Linked DNA regions of Mus musculus: region 2 is linked to region 1. The links are chromatin contacts, called in public HiChIP or PLAC-seq maps. All regions are on one chromosome and are shown on one strand. Each heading gives the region's core, a stretch centred on a gene start, on an enhancer-like site or on the middle of the called end of the contact. The rest is flanking DNA. Distances are from core to core; before and after follow the strand shown.

What was found. HiChIP or PLAC-seq counts read pairs in DNA pulled down with a chosen protein or histone mark.
Region 2: a contact with region 1 is called in an H3K27ac HiChIP or PLAC-seq map of regulatory T cells, with 9 times the contacts expected there. The contact joins two enhancer-like sites. A contact is called at or near these places in 1 of 115 datasets of contacts at active chromatin or transcription factors (regulatory T cells) and 2 of 9 other capture datasets (adipose tissue and liver).

The regions. Positions count from the first base shown.
Region 1 is chr10:75,742,821-75,745,520 of GRCm38.p6, forward strand. Cabin1 (calcineurin binding protein 1) reads right to left here. Exons shown (of 37, transcript NM_172549.3): 10 at 2,409-2,577; 11 at 382-518. Among named protein-coding and RNA genes, the nearest start is that of Cabin1, 20 kb to the right of the region's middle. Within about 2 kb of position 1,396, at least 26 of the 459 cell types and tissues checked have an H3K27ac peak or open chromatin away from gene starts, as enhancers often do. A contact at or near this core is called in regulatory T cells, where this site is marked.
Region 2 is chr10:76,037,032-76,039,731 of GRCm38.p6, forward strand. Zfp280b (zinc finger protein 280B) reads left to right here. Exons shown (of 2, transcript NM_177475.3): 2 at 1,203-2,700. The coding sequence starts at 1,258. Among named protein-coding and RNA genes, the nearest start is that of Zfp280b, 5.8 kb to the left of the region's middle. Within about 2 kb of position 1,275, at least 16 of the 459 cell types and tissues checked have an H3K27ac peak or open chromatin away from gene starts, as enhancers often do. A contact at or near this core is called in regulatory T cells, where this site is marked.

The DNA.
Region 1 (2,700 bases), core at 146-2,645:
GTTAAGTCTACAGCCTCAGGAGCACAGCAAGTATGCACCTGGATCCCTCAGCTGACCACAGGCAGCTCCTCCACCAATTTTAAAAAAAGATTTATTTATTTATGTTATGTATGTGAGTACACTGTAGCTGTCTTCAGACACACCAGAAGAGGGCATCAGATCCCATTACAGATGGTTGTAAGCCACCATGTGGTTGCTGGGAATCGAACTCAGGACCTCTGGTAGAGCAGTCAGAGCTCTTAACCACTGAGCCATCTCTCCAGCCCTTTTTCCAACTCTTATGAAACCCTAGAACCACTCTGCAGAGCAGAAGCCAGGCAGGTCCCAGGCTGATGGAAGGAAGACTGCCCAGCAGTGACAGAGCACACTGCCCACTCCTACCAGATTCCATGAATGTGGCTGAGTCGAAGGACAGGCGATGAGGTCCCACATTGGAGAAGCTCTCCAGTTTGGCTTCTGCCTGAACTTCATAGTTATTAAATGGATCATCTTCCTCCTCAGGGTCCAGTTTTCTTAACCTACATGAAACATGCTAAAATCACGACAGCCATCCCGCTCCCTGTGACAGAGCATCCCAACGCCTCCTAGTAGAGCAACTAAATCAAGCCAAGATAGCATTGACTGAAACAGATGGTGAGAGCATCCACACCCAGGCCCCAGGAGCCGCTGCGTCTCTCCAGATTTCCGTGACTGATCGTTCCCACACTTGTTCATTTATGCCACCAACAGATGGCTGCTGAGCAAAGCCATGCGCCAGGCACACAACCATAAATACAGGGAGTTCATCTCCTCGGTGGAGAGGTGGATCATGAGCAGGGAAAACACAAACGGCCCACATCAGGACCAGCACCAAGCAGTTGCTTCAGACAGAGCCACGGGGACTCTGCGTTGGAGAGCAGAGTCAGAGGGAATACTCTCGGGGCTGACAACAAGGAAGGGCTAAGCAGAAGCAGAAGCTCAAGACCAGGTACAAAGGCAGAGGTGCTGAGGGGCCTCGGGGCTGCCAGCGTGGGGACACGGCACACCCATCTGAGCTCCTCACATTGCAGCACCACCCTACAGACTCTTCTAAGGACCATGTTTTGGCCACCCTTGTAGCACCTCTACAGCATAACACTCAGGGCACCTATAAACCCCACATTAACTGCATGTACACTCCAGCAAGCAAGCTGCTATACTGTTATAGGAATACCCAAAGTAATGAATACTCGAACCTCACAGAAACTGACCCAAATACAGTAGACACAGCTCCACATACACAAGGCAAGAAACAAGAGCCAGGGTATGACAGTGGGGCGAAGAGGAAGACAGATTTCACCCACTCCAAGACACTCCTTCACTCTTCCAAAGAGCAGCTGTTTCCTGTAATGCATCTCAGGAGAAACCAGCAGATGGCGCCACATCTCTGCCTTGGCTCTGTCTTAGCTGTGCACTAAACACAGCCCTAGTTCTAAGAATTGCACCCTCATGGGAGAGATGGTAGGAAGGGAACAAAGAGCAGTTAAGTGTATTGATATAAAATGGATGCATAAGTCTGCTAAAGCCTCTAGATTCCTCTTGCACTGTCAGAAACAATACTGATATAAACTGTCACTGGTCAAAATGACAACCAAAGACTTGAGATATCTGGGCAGAGTACTGATGAAACCCTACTCAAGTAACAGTGGAGGGAGAAAGACGAAGACACCGGAGATATGAGAGAAAGTCCTGGCAAGCCAAAAGTATGCCCCCAGATGCTGGGGAGGAGAATGATGGATCAGAGCGCACTCTCCCGGGAAAGCAAAAGTGGGGCACCAAGAAGCATGCCCACTGGCACAATAAATCCTAAACAGGCTCAGGAGAGAGCCCCTGGGGCTCCTGAAGAACAGCAGGGCCAGAGCAGGAGCAGTAAAAACCCAGGACAGAAGTAGGGGCCCAGGCCCTCCTGTTTCAGAGAGCTGGCACCTTCTCTCCTGGAATTCTTTGAGGAACATGAAGAACCAATACAATGAAGGAGCACGCTCCATCTTCTCAGAATGCAATGGAACTAATAGCAATATAAAGCCAGGCAGGCACACATACACTGAGAAACAGGTGGCTTCCTTCCAGGGGTTTCCATAAGCATTTGCTGCGGCCCTGAAGCACCCCAAGAAAAAGTGAGTCTCATGACTACACGTTCCTGACTCATTCATCTTGTGAGAATCAGGAAGCAGCCAGTCCCCAATGGATAAACCAGTCAGCTCCTGTATTCAGGAGGTGAGAAAAATCCAAGCACTCAGTTCAGTGACATCCACACACTCTATTCAAGCAAGCATCAAGGGGAACAAGGGAGGCACCGGTGGGGAGGGTGGGAATAGGCTGAAAAGCGCTGCTGAGAGAAAGAAGAGCAGTTTGCAGTTACATCAGAGAAACCACAAAGTGTCCAGTACCTGGACGGCAGGAACTTTACTAGCAGTCCCTGGAAATCCACTTTCTCTTCTTTTTTGCACTTGGTGTTTCGGACCCGGGCAGACCTCCGCTTTGCTGTCTCTCCACTTTCCTCTACAGTCTTCTTACGCTTTACCCCTTTCTTAGACTTATCTCCTCCAGAAACATCACCTTCACAAAGAATGATAATTAAACCATTGCACAATGGCAGGAAAGGGCCCACTGGACTCCTCTTTTACAACCCACCACCACCGACATCTTTCTTCTCAACAGCACGCAGTCCTGAGTCCCTTA
Region 2 (2,700 bases), core at 25-2,524, 290 kb after region 1:
AGATTTGACTAGAATTTGTTGTTTGTAAAGCTATCCATTCTTATTCTAGAAGCCCAAGATCAAGATACCCCTGCTCACTTATCTTGACTTCTGTTAAGCTGTCTGTCTGCTTATGTGAAACCCCCCGCCTTCAGCTAACTGATTATCTTAGTTTCTGTTAAACTGCTTGCTTGCACAAAACACCGAGCCCTGCAGCTGCGGAGACACAACAGAATCTGGATTTCACCTTTAAAGGCCCCTTATCCTAACTGCTCAGCACTACACTTGTATCCCAGCTACACAAGTGTATTCCCAGCTAGCTGGAAAAAAAGACTTCAGTTGGCTCGAAACCACGTCTGAGGGGATCTGTGGTGGGCTCCCTTTAACAATCTCTTTATCAGTGTGTTTGTCGCTGTTTGTGTTTGTTTGTTTGTTTTTTTTCCGAGACTTGAGTTTCTCTGTGTAACCCTGGCTGTCCTGGAACTCACTTTGTAGACCAGGCTGGCCTCAAACTCAGAAATCCGCCTGCCTCTGCCTCCTGAGTGCTGGGATTTTTAAACAGCTGAAAGTATTTATTGCTTCTAGAGGTTTTCTTGGAGAATTTTTGGAACCTGTGATATTTATCCTCTGCTAATAGCAATTGTTTGACTTCCGCCTTTCCTATTTGTATCCTTTCTGCTTCCTTATGCCTTACTGCTCCAGCTAGTGCTTCAAGCACACAATGGAGAGAAGGGTGGGAAGTAGTACTCCTCCCTGCCCTCTGGTGGAATCGACTTCAGCTTTTTCTCCATTGAGGATGATGTTGGCCTCGCGTTTCTCATATCTAGCTCTTATTAGGTTGTGCTGTGTCATCTCTAGCTCTACTTTCTGTATAGGCTCTTATCATGAAGGCATGTTGGATATGGCCTGTCTTGTCAAGGAAGCCAGGTAGCAGAAGAGGACCATCTAGGCCAGGGAGGTAGTTTATTCTGGAGCCATTTTAAGTGACTAGATCATCTATCTCAAAGGCTGCTTGGCTAGGTGATGCTGAGTGAGAGCCTTGGGTTGGGCTAGCCAACAGCTTGTCGATGCACCTTCTGCCCAGGTCTGGACCTTGAAGGTTGGGGAAGAATGGGAGTGGCACTGGCTGGATGTCCTTAATGTGTATAACCACCTCAAAGTCTTTGATGAGAAAACTAAGTCCCTTTCCCGTGCTGACTGGCGTGTGATTTGTTTGTACTCAGGTGGCAGTGTGTGTGCAGTGCCGTGTGGCCACACTCATCAGGAGCCACATCAGAAATGGAGCAGCCATTCACGGTAGATGATGAAGACGAACAAGATCCAGAACCACAGCCGAGGTCAGGAGAACCCATTCAAGTCCTCGATGACGATGCTGCTGAAGATGCAGAGCTGATCTTCGTAGGGGTGGAGAAGGTAAAGGAAGATGCTGAGCTTATCTTTGTTGGGGTGACTTCAGCTTCCCAGCCAGCCAACTCGAACATTTTGAACAGAGTCACCCCAGGTTCACGGTTAAAAAGAAAGCATGACCGACTTAGAGCAACCACGACTCAGAGGTTGCAGCCCTCACGTCCTGCCGCCCCCACATCAGAGGCCGTGGTTGTCTTGCCAGCATCTCCAGCTGAATCAAGGTCGACGGATAGTCCTATTGCTATTGAGCCTTTGTCCGAGTCTGATTATAGAAGTAGTTCACCACAGGTTGTGCCTAGTAGCTCTTCCAAGTGCTGTTCGCCTCTGGTCACACTCTCAAGTTCAGAGAATAGTCCAGTAAAGGCAGCGCTTTCAGGAGGAGATCTGAATGAAAATTTGTATGTATCGAAGTGCCATTTTTCCATAAATCCACAGAGGCCTGACCATAGTATTGAGATTGTAGAACCACTTTCTTCAGCTTTGCCCCCTTCAGGTACCTTCCATACCTCGAATATGCAACAGAGGACACCTTCCTTTGATGCTCCCAACTCTCTGAGCCGTCTTGTGAATGGGGCACCTCCTTCAGAGGACTCTGCCCACCCTCGTCAGGACAGTGGATTGGCGGAAGCAGACTTTTCAAGTCCAGCAAGTCAAGAGACTTTTGATCCCAAGAAAGGAAGTTTGACCCTGTTACTTAGTGACTTTTATTATGGACAGTATAAAGGAGATGGGAAGCCGGAGCAGAAGACTCACACAACCTTTAAATGCCCCAGCTGCTTGAAAGCTCTAAAAAATGTTAAATTCATGAACCACACCAAGCATCATTTGGAGCTCGAGAGGCAGGGGAGTGAGGACGCCTGGGAGAGCCACACCACCTGTCTGCGCTGCCACCGGCAGTTCGATTCCCCGTTCCAGCTGGAGTGCCACATCGACCGAGTGCACACGTCACCGGACCCTTCCGTGGTCTGCAAAATCTGTGAGTTGTCCTTTGAGACCGACCAAGTCCTTTTACAGCACATGAAAGACAATCACAAGCCTGGGGAGATGCCCTATGTGTGCCAGGTCTGTAAGTACAGGTCGTCAGGCTTCGCGGACGTGGAGACACACTTTACAAAGTGCCATGTAAACACTAAGAACCTGCTTTGTCCATTTTGTCTTAAGATCTTCAAAACTGGGATGCCATACATGTGCCATTACAGGGGCCACTGGGAAAGGAGCGGCCACCAGTGCTCCAAGTGCCGACTACAGTTTTTAACCTTCAAGGAGAAAATGGAGCACAAGACTCAGTGCCACCAAATGTTTAAGAAGCCTAAG